3 separate regions of the Mus musculus genome follow, and regions 1 and 3 are each linked to region 2. A link is a contact called in public Hi-C and HiChIP or PLAC-seq data. All regions are on one chromosome and are shown on one strand. Each heading gives the region's core, a stretch centred on a gene start, on an enhancer-like site or on the middle of the called end of the contact. The rest is flanking DNA. Distances are from core to core; before and after follow the strand shown. Region 1 overlaps Gm36534 (a long non-coding RNA gene). Region 2 overlaps Tsc22d1 (TSC22 domain family, member 1). Region 3 has its middle 19 kb from the start of Gm30365.

Region 1 (3,245 bases), core at 236-2,735, 320 kb before region 2:
TCAGTGTCAGGAACCGCTCAAGTCCAGAATGCGCAAAGCCTTGAGAAACAGCAGCTGAGGGGAGATTAAAGTCGCAGAGTCTGAGAAACATCTTCAAGGAAAAGGTCCTGTGCATCCACGCAATGGCCCTGGGAGTGCGGATGGGAGTCATCACCCTCTGAGCTTGTAGGGACTTCCCAGTGGCAAAGCTGGGATTGGAGGTCATCTCCGTCCACATGTTAGGCTCTCCCTACCGCCGTGCATTATGTTCCATGTTCCATAGCTCAAAGGCTCTTTTTGAGTCTGGGTGAGAAGCAGGAGATGGAGGACCTGCCCTGGGAGGAGTGGGATGTTCCTATCTTTTCCTTCAGTGTTCACCAGGAAGCAAAACTATCCTCAAAGCACAGAACAAATGTCTCTGGGGGTGTGTCTTTAAAAAATTATTTTTTTTTTAGATTTTATTTATTTTTATTTTATGTGTATGAGTATTTGCCTGCATGTTATCTGTGTACCATGTGCATGCAGTACCCATGGAGGCCTCAAGGGGGCATACGATCTCCTGGCATTAGACAGTTGTGAGCTGTCATATGGGTGCTGGGAATCAAACCTGGATTCTCTAGAAGAGAGGCCAGTGCTCTTAACCACAGAGCCATCTTTCCAGCCCCACACCCCCATCCCCCACCCCCTTACCCCTCCTCGGCAAGTCTTTTGAGCACTCTGAGACATCCAAGGCTTGGCATAGATGTCTATTTCTTCCCCTACGACTTCCACAGCTCCATCAATCCAGAAATTACTGGCTTGGTGTCTCTGTTACTCACTAGTCTTAAGTTTCTTGGATGGAGGAGCCATGGTTCCTACTTCACGGAAACCCCACCCGCAGCACAGGCTGAATAGGAGTGTGCCAGCAATCATCGCTGTGAATCGGAAGCGATGCCACAAGAGACAGTGAAGTTATCCTGACTTAGCACACAAAGACAGAAGGTAGATTCTAGACTCCACGTGCCCTCTGGCTGACACTAGTCCCGGAGGTATTTGTGGTTATTTCAGAGGTTATCCTGAAGTCCAGAGGTGCACAGTGAACCCCACAACCCATGGCAGAAACTGTTGGATTTTCTAGGCCATGCTGAAAGCCCAGAAGAAGCTGACAGGAGACGATGCGCCTTTCCAATCCCCAGGCCTGCTTCTTGGGTAAGTTGTCACATTAAACATATGGGCATCTTACGAACAGTTTTACACTGCGGGTGATCTGGGGGAGAATATACCCTAGCAATGGAGAAACACACATTCAACTCTGTGCAGTTCAGTATGGTGGCCAGTCAGGACTCACTGTTGTGTTTGCCTGAGTACTGTCGGGAGAGTATTGGTTGAGGACTCTAAGATGATGTGGGGATGTGGGCATGAACCTCGATTTCCGGAAGGTTCTTCAGTTCCTCTCTTCTGGTTGGGAAGTCCCAGGCAGCCTTCTCATTTCTGTATGGAAAGAGCAGAAGTGAAAACTCTCTCATGCTCTTTCCTTATCGTTGCTTCACTGACGTCTTGTGTTGCCTATTTGTCCCTCAGTACTACTCAGGACAATGACATCTGCTCACTGACCCAGGCCATCACCCCTAGGACTGGCCTTGTGTTACTGGAGCCTCCGTACAGAACAGTGAGTGTCTCTGGAGAGAGTGTCCCTGGCTGTGGAGGACTATGTTTTCATGTGTGTGTGTGTGTGTGTGTGGTGTGTGTGTGTGTGTGTGTGTGTGTGAATACACATTTATGTGTGTGTTTGTGGAGGTCAGAAATTAAAATTGGTGTCTTCTTCAATTACTCATCTATTTATTCATTTATTTAGTGTGTGTGTATGTTTACACACATTTGTATACATATGCATGTGCATACATATGGGGGCCAGAGGTTGACATCAGCTGTTTTTCAGGATTGCTCTCCACACTAGACATTGAGGCAAGCTTTCTCACTTGAAGCCAGAGACTGCTGATTCAGCAAGCTCCATCAGCTATTTGTCTGGCAATCCTTGGTCTCTGCCGTGGAGTGCTGGGATTCCGTGGAGTGAAGGGCTGCTCTACCTGCCCAGGGTTTACACAGGTTCTAAGAGTCTGAGTCCTGGTCTTTTCTATTGTGCAGCAAGTGCACGGTAGCCAGCTTATTTTTCGACCTAAAGTCTTCCCCTAAACCAGGAACTCATTGATCCGTCTAGACTTGTTAGCCAGCAAGCCCCAGTGGTCATTCTGCTTCCCCAGTGCTGGGGAGCATAGATGTGCATCACTGATCCAGTCTTCTACATGGGTTCTGGGAAGCAAACGCAGGCCCTCACACTTGTGTGGCAGCTACTCTTCCATTGGAGCCATCTCCCCAGTCCCGAGGATTGTATTCTCTCATACCATTCAAGCAGGTCAGGAAGCAGGAATGGATGCAGAGGCCATGGAGGGATGTTACTTACTGGCTTGCTTCCCCCTGGCTTGCTCAGCTTGCTCTCCTATAGAACCCAAAACTACCAGCCCAGGGATAGCACCACCCACAATATGCCCTCTGCCCTTGATCACCAACTGAGAAAATGCCCCACAGCTGGATCTCATGGAGGCATTTCCCCAACTGAAGCTCCTTTCTCTGTGATAACTCCAGCCTGTGTCAAGTTGACACACAAAACCAACCAGTACAAGTAGGATCTCCGAGTCCTTCTCTGTCAGCGTCCCGTGTAATCCCCATGCCTTGGAGAGCTTGAGCAGGCTCTGAGCATCTGTTGCTTGAGCATGGTGACTGCTACCTTACTTTTTTGACTGCTTTGGCTCAGGCTACTCAGGGACATGAAAAGCATCGATTTACAACAAATGGGGACCAGTTGCGGGCAAACTGAGATGACTTCAAAGGGTTTTGATATCAGCAAAGAGTATTAATGTTTCAGGAGGACGCTAGCGACCTGAAAACAAGTCGGTGAGCAGCCCAGATCACATGTTCTGGAGACATCTCTAGACTCAGGCTTCCATCTTGGTGCGGTAAATAACACCCCAGGGAAAGATGAGAAAAAGAAGCAGGGTAAGTTCCCTCTGGGAATGTGAAAAGGCGCTACTGGAGCCAGATAAGCCTGCGCACAGCCTCTGATATAGCTATTGCTACAAAATAGCTATTACTCTGGCGATCTTGTTGCCTGACTGGCGTCCATGACCCGGTCAAGGTTGCATTGGAGAGAAGACATAGGGCAGGTGGATACAAAGAAACTTGGCTGGCAGAAGAGGCAGGAGAAACGGCTCCAGGAGGCATTGGCTCAG
Region 2 (3,232 bases), core at 710-3,209:
CAGAGCAGAAGAGCTCACACTGCAGTGAGCTCTCTCACCTGAGTCCGAGCTGTACTAGGCGCTCAGTGGCTGTGGACCACCCTCCAGCTTATCTTTACCTTTGTAAAGAGAACTCTTTCGTTAGTTAAGTTTGTCTACTTTAAGGTCACCGAGACTGACTGATTCTGTGTACATAGAAGAAATGGGCCGATCTGGTCCTCCTGCCTCGTCTCTACTGCTACCTCAGGAATTTCTCGTGAAATGTTAGGCTGCAGTGACTATTTTTAAGGTGTAAGGAGCTCAAATCATGTATTTCCATGGCTGCAGAAAAGTGAAGAGGGAATACTGGTCACTTTTGGTAGGAAATGTGCGTGACAGTCCTGGAATAGAAGCAGGAGAACTTTTCACTTCAGATGTTTCTTACAGAAGTCATTTAGCTTCTAAATCTGGGGTGCCATTTTCATAATCTACCACCATTTTGCAGAAGTGGTATTTATGAAGAAATTTGGCTTCAGAATAATTATTCTCTTGGAGATGTAAAAAAAAAATTAACCATTTGAATGATATTGAGGAGCTGCTTTGAGGCGAGTCCCCAATGCAGGGGTCCTTGGGTAGGGTCCCCTTGGCACCTTCCGACCTTGCCTCACGGCTCAGCCTCTGTCTTCTTCCCTACTGTTTGGCCTTTCCTAGGAGAGCTTCCAAGTGGGACCATGTATTTTGTAGCCTTTTGCATTCAATGGCTTCTTCCACTCACTGTGTTAAATTTGAGATTTATTCATGCTGTCAGTAGTTCGCTTTTTGTTACTGCTGAGTGGTAAACCCCGTTAGATTGGCTGCTGGGACGTGGTTGTCTTTCTTCCAGTTGAATGACATCATGGTGCTTACGACAAAGCCGCTGTGAATGTGTACACACTTGAATTCATAACCTGCGCTGGGGTTACTGGCCTTGATGCAGAGTGTGTGTCTAACGGTTGAAAAGTGATCGTGGCATTTACACTCCCACTGCCAACAGATGGATGGTCTGTTGTGCCCCCACCCCCACCCCAACGGTTGGTGCTGCTGCTTTCACAAAAAGACTGGAAGGCTTGATTTTAACCATGCTGGATATATACAGGTGTGTCGGATGGGAGCATCTCACAGCCTCGGTTTGCATTTTTTGTAATGGTTGATTCTGCTTAGTATTTTTTTCACATCTATTTATATATAAAATATATTTATATTTGCTATATAAATATATTGTGTTATAATTATATAATGTGTAATGTATTATATAAATTATATAAATATATATTATAGATATATAAATACAGTCTTAGCTCATTTCTTTTATTGGCTGTTGGGTTTTGTTCCCAGCCCCTTTTGCCATTAACTTGCTTCCAATATTCTTGTGGCGTTAACGTCAGAGAATAATTTCAGTAATGGCTCTGTTGCCACTTTTTCTCCTTCATGAATTGTGGTTTTAGGGTCCTATCTAAGAAGTGTTTTTAATCTACTGACTGAAAGATTTCTCCTGGGTTTTCTTACAGAGGCACTGTAGTTCAGGATTTTACATTTATTCTGTGACCTGTTTGTGCTTAATGTTTCATATGTGTGAGGGAAAGTTTGAGGTGTTTTTTTTTTTCTTTTTCTTTTTTCTGTTATTTAATTTTTTACTTTATCCAGTTGGCCCAGGACCAAGGAGCAATTACTGAAAAGTTACCAGTTCTTCGCAGAACTCTTACAAAATCAACTCGATGTCATGTATTGAGCTAACTTTTTCTTTGATAACCATAAATGTATTTCTGAAACTGCTTCCTGCCTGCAATCGTGTCCCAGTACAAGGCCAGCTGTAGACTGCTGTCCCCCTGTGTGACAGAGTTGCTGTCTGTGGCCGTTTCTCTTTGTGACTGGATTTAGGCACTTTACCCTGGCTGTCATCAGGGCCGTCTTAGCTTCCGTGGCTAGTGTTGTAATAATGCTTGGGGAAGCTGCTGTCCTCTCCTAACATAGTTCCCCTCCTCGACCTGTTTTCTGGGCTCCCTTACTGAAGCTGCCCCTGTGGGCCTGTCTCCTGCTGTGGCCAGTGCTCTCCCCCGGTCCTTTCCCTACCCTGTTTTTTCCTCTGTGGTTCACTTGGAATCATCTGCTGTTCAAGTCGTGTAACACTGCTGCCCTTGGATCTGCCGTCTTCATCCTGTTCATCCCGTCTAGTAGAGTTTTCCTCTCAAATACTGTAATTTTCATTTTATCTTAATCGATAATTTTCATTGTTTTTTTACACCTGTCTTTAATATCCTAATTTCTTTGCTACCTTTGACCGTATAAAGCATAGGTAAGTCTCTAATGTAATATCCTTGACTTTGGGTTCTATTGCCTTTGTCACATGCAGGTCGTTTTCATTGACTTTTCTTGTTTTATGAGTCCTGTCTTCCTGGTTTTTTTTTTTTTTTTTTTTTTTTTTTTTTTGGTTTTTCGAGACAGGGTTTCTCTGTGTAGCCCTGGCTGTCCTGGCACTCACTTTGTAGACCAGGCTGGACTCGAACTCAGAAATCCGCCTGCCTCTGCCTCCCAAGTGCTGGGATTAAAGGCGTGCGCCACCACGCCCGGCTGCCTGTCTTCCTGTTGTATGTCTGCTACTTTTTAACATATGACCTTGCAGTGAGTAACTTGTTAGTTTTTCAAGGCTTGCTTTTAGACAGCTTTCCATAGGAACAAAACACACATACATGTGTGCACACAGGATGCCTACTTTATACACACGTGCACGCAGACACATACACAGAGACTCATGCATGAGCGTGCAACCCCCCACATACACACATACACACACACACACATACACACACATATACACACACACACATACACACACACATACACACACACATACACACACACACATACACACACACACATACACACACACACATACACACACACACATACACACACATATACACACACACATACACACACACACACATACACACACACACATACACACACTCACACACACACACACACACTCACACACACACACACACTCACACACACACTCACACACACACTCACACACACACCCCTGTAGTTGGGCGGTGATGTCCTGAGCATTCGCCGCTCCAGACTTAGACTTTCTTCTCTCCGCTTCCGTAGCCCTCACCAGCCAAGACCCTCTCTGACTTCTGACTGCTGGTCTGCTCTTTGGCTGTGACTGTCTCAAAGCTTGGGTGGTTTTTATAGAAGCTTGTTGGTGGGTGGTCTTTTGTAAGCCTGT
Region 3 (3,389 bases), core at 867-3,366, 360 kb after region 2:
TCACTGCTTCTCCTAACTTGTCCTTGTGCAGGACATCAAATCCAATCATGGCCTTTAAATCCTTAGCCGACTGAGCAGGATTTGATGAAGGGAACACTCACCACTCACTGGAGGATCTTTTCTGACTGACTATGGGTTGCCTAGATTGCCTGAGATTTCACAGGCCGGCACTCTGCAGTCTCTTTCCGTGGGTTGTCTGTCTTCATGATTCCTGAATTGAGAGTACCACGCTCCTCACATCTCTATTCACCACTTAATGACCTCACCCAAAGGCTTGACTTGACATCTGCCTAGTTTACTCTGTCTAATATAAGAGACTGAGTAATAAATCCCAAAGAGGCACAAGTCTAACTAAATCCTTAGCATCTGTAAGCAAATGTTACTATGAATACAGGAAAAAAACAACTTTTGTCGGCTTACACTTATGATCTTAAGATGTTTAAAATATTCATGTGGACAGTAAACTAAATCAAGATGGTGTTGCTGTGAAGAAGGTAAAGAGTTATTTCGCTACAGGGACAGAGGCAATGTGAGGTTAGATGCTGTGTGCTACCAGCTTCAAAGGTGGAAGATGGATCCATGGGTCAAAGAGGTAAGACTTGAAGTGCTAAGAGCTGGAAAAAGCAAGGAACTAAAACCTAAAATCTCTAAACAGAGTATGGCTTCAATCACTGGGCTCATCTGGACATTGGCCTCCAAGTCATAAGAGAACTATATATTATTTAAACTAACAAGCACGTGGCAATTTGTTGAATAGAAAATGGGTAAGTGTGCATTTTTCTTCACATTTTCACATCTCTGGGATTAGGATGAGTTCAACAATCACAACATGTTAGAATTTCTGTCAGCCAGGAGCAAAGTGTGACCTGGTTGTTTATTACCTGTGACGCCTTAAAACTGGAGGTCCTATCTAATGCCATAACTGCACAGTGCAGGGCCCGGCACTTCAGCAAACACTGCATTTAAAGACTGAGGAAGGAGCGAGAGTTCTACTTGTTTTTTTGTTTTTTGTTTTTTTCTTTCTTTTCTTTTTTTCCCAAAAACCTGCCATTGGTGTTGTGTGCTGAGATCCTAAACTACAATCCTGTAGAATGGGAGTCAACAACTTGAAACGAGTCCTGGAAAAAAATAGGGAAGCAGAGTGTCCCACTGTTGTCACTGATGGCTGCTGACTGGATCAACATAATCCAAGTGACTTTCTTTTAGGGATAGATGACCTCAACTGTCCCCTCCTACCCATAGTCTTCTCTGATCACCATGCCTAAAATAGCCCTCTTCCTTCTCCTCAGCCACGGCACTGCGAGCATCATCTTTGTAGCCTCCACTGCCTGCAAAGATTATTTCCTTCCTTATCAGTGTGTTTCCCCGGCCAGAAGAGAAATCCAGGGGGTGGCGGGATGCAGGCTCTCGCCTTGTTCATTATCGAATTCTACATGCTGCCAACAGAGAATAACGGGTGCTAAGAAGTCAACCAGTGTCAGAGAATACTTAGTGTAGGATGAAACTGAGTTTGGTGGTTAACTCCAGACTCAACTTTTTCTTATTTACCAGACTGCGTCTCTTCCAACAGTGTTAGGTTTCCAGAGAAGTAAACAGAAAGGGCAGCAAGTTCCCGCCTTCCCCCTAGTCTCCTCCTAGTTCCCTGCATCATTAGCACTTTGTAATAGACGGGTGGATTTCTTACCCTGGATGAGCTGCTGTCAATAAGTTTATTTACTAGAGTTCATGGTTTACACTGGCTCTCATTCTCTGTGTTTTATGGATGCATAACACGTGTCCATCATTGCAAACCCATCCAGAATCCTAAGGCTTTAAACCCTGTCTCTACTTATTTGTAGCCCTCCTCGCAGCACTGTTTTGATTTCATGTAAATAAATGGTTGGGCTCTCTCTCGAGACAAGGAAACAAAGCCCAGGCTCCAGGTTTCCAGTGTTCCTCCACACGGGTTGCACGTCCAATGCTTTGACTTTTCTAAACTGTTAAGGAAGAGCAATAGACAGTAGACGGGGGTGGGGGGTGGGGAGGGGGGGACGAGCGAGCTAGGATTGCTTGGTGCCTAATTATCACTCAGCTGTGGTCTCTGGTGCCAATATCTGGAAGCTGCGATGAATACTGGGACTCATGGGAGACAGTTTCACAATAGGTTCACTTCTGCTTTCTAGGATTCGCCTCACTCTACCTTCTCCTTTCTTGTCTTCATTTTCTGACAATTGGCACTGAGTTGGTTATTTTTGTCTGTTTGTTTGGTTTTGTCTGTCTTTATGCAATCACACTTTAAGAATCAACCAAAGACAACTTGATTGTGCCAATCAGTCTTGGGGGAAAGCTAAGCTTGAGGGAATCTAAATGGCAGAGACTCTGGGACTGGAGAGGGTATGGGGCTTGGGGATATTAGAGTTCCTGAAGGGCCAGGGTCTTCCTCTAAGTGGTTTGCTTCTGTACTTCCTGTGAAGGTTATGGACGCATGGCTGCTGGAGGCAAAGTTCTGTGGCCCATCTTAAGCTTGGCTCCTGGAGGTTCCTATTCTCTTCTTGGTGGGATCACTAGATCATTACATCAGCCTTTAGCACTGGTGAATCTGAAGAAAACCACTGGTTAAAAAAAAATCACAGCTGTTACCAAATGTGGGAGCCCTCTTGCAGCTGAGAAAGACCATGGTCTCCAGAAAGGATGCTGTTGGAGTTTCATGAATAAACTAGTTCATAAGTTCCCCCTTCTCCAAATGTGTGCCACTTCCAAACACGTGTTATTCTCTCTCTCTGTTCACCTTCATTCCCTGAAGTGTCTCTATAGTTCAAGGCAAGGCTAGTACCTCCTTATTAATTCTTGCCATCTTTTGTACTACATGATTTTCCTGCAACACTCTTTAAGATTCTGCGAGCGGCAGGTGAAAATTAAGAAGCCTGCCAGGGCTCTGTGGTCCGTAACAAGGAGCTCTGGGGCTGAAAGAATGACCCAAGAGCTTTCAGACTCAGTAGTAATAGTTCTGGCTGGACTGTGTGTGTGGGTTGGGTTTGCTGTTGGTTATTCCAGCATGTTCGGACAAGTACGGAAACCAACCCAATAACAGGAATTCCACACGAACTGGCCTCTCCTGGGAAATAATTAGTCCTAAGGAAGTGGTTCCTGGAAAGTTCTAACCTCTCCTGCCCCGGGGTACCACACATGTCCCACACATGTTCTGCCTGTAGCTCTCTCCCTCTCTTTCCACTAAGCTAATTGCATTTGTATTTCAGAGCTGGACTTTAAATGGTACCTTCAGTCACCACTAGGACTGTCAGCCCTCCCTCCTGCCTCCTCGTTCCTGAGTCCCTTAGTTTTTCCTCACTCTCCCAGCATCTTAGTTCTTTGCCCAGTGTTTGTCCTGCCTGAAGGGTTGTAAATGTCAT

What was found. Hi-C and Micro-C count contacts between places; a contact is called where the count stands out from the background. HiChIP or PLAC-seq counts read pairs in DNA pulled down with a chosen protein or histone mark.
Region 1: a contact with region 2 is called in a Hi-C map of bone marrow-derived macrophages, with 22 read pairs. The contact joins two enhancer-like sites. A contact is called at or near these places in 1 of 484 Hi-C or Micro-C datasets (bone marrow-derived macrophages) and 6 of 115 datasets of contacts at active chromatin or transcription factors (craniofacial prominence, embryonic hindbrain, embryonic limb bud and 2 more).
Region 3: a contact with region 2 is called in an H3K4me3 HiChIP or PLAC-seq map of bone marrow-derived macrophages, with 8 times the contacts expected there. The contact joins two enhancer-like sites. A contact is called at or near these places in 1 of 39 promoter capture datasets (hippocampal neurons), 17 of 484 Hi-C or Micro-C datasets (B cells, the G1E-ER4 cell line, the HPC-7 cell line and 10 more), 25 of 115 datasets of contacts at active chromatin or transcription factors (the NIH/3T3 cell line, bone marrow-derived macrophages, craniofacial prominence and 17 more) and 4 of 9 other capture datasets (adipose tissue, embryonic stem cells, liver and 1 more).

The regions. Positions count from the first base shown.
Region 1 is chr14:76,178,121-76,181,365 of GRCm38.p6, forward strand. Gm36534 (a long non-coding RNA gene) reads left to right here. Exons shown (of 3, transcript XR_874833.2): 2 at 1,097-1,167. Among named protein-coding and RNA genes, the nearest start is that of Gm36534, 15 kb to the left of the region's middle. Within about 2 kb of position 1,486, at least 31 of the 459 cell types and tissues checked have an H3K27ac peak or open chromatin away from gene starts, as enhancers often do. A contact at or near this core is called in bone marrow-derived macrophages, where this site is marked.
Region 2 is chr14:76,496,507-76,499,738 of GRCm38.p6, forward strand. All of the region lies in intron 1 of Tsc22d1 (TSC22 domain family, member 1), which reads left to right. Among named protein-coding and RNA genes, the nearest start is that of 4930444M15Rik, 23 kb to the right of the region's middle. Within about 2 kb of position 1,960, at least 11 of the 459 cell types and tissues checked have an H3K27ac peak or open chromatin away from gene starts, as enhancers often do. A contact at or near this core is called in bone marrow-derived macrophages, where this site is marked.
Region 3 is chr14:76,855,430-76,858,818 of GRCm38.p6, forward strand. No RefSeq gene overlaps it. Among named protein-coding and RNA genes, the nearest start is that of Gm30365, 19 kb to the left of the region's middle. Within about 2 kb of position 2,117, at least 40 of the 459 cell types and tissues checked have an H3K27ac peak or open chromatin away from gene starts, as enhancers often do. A contact at or near this core is called in bone marrow-derived macrophages, where this site is marked.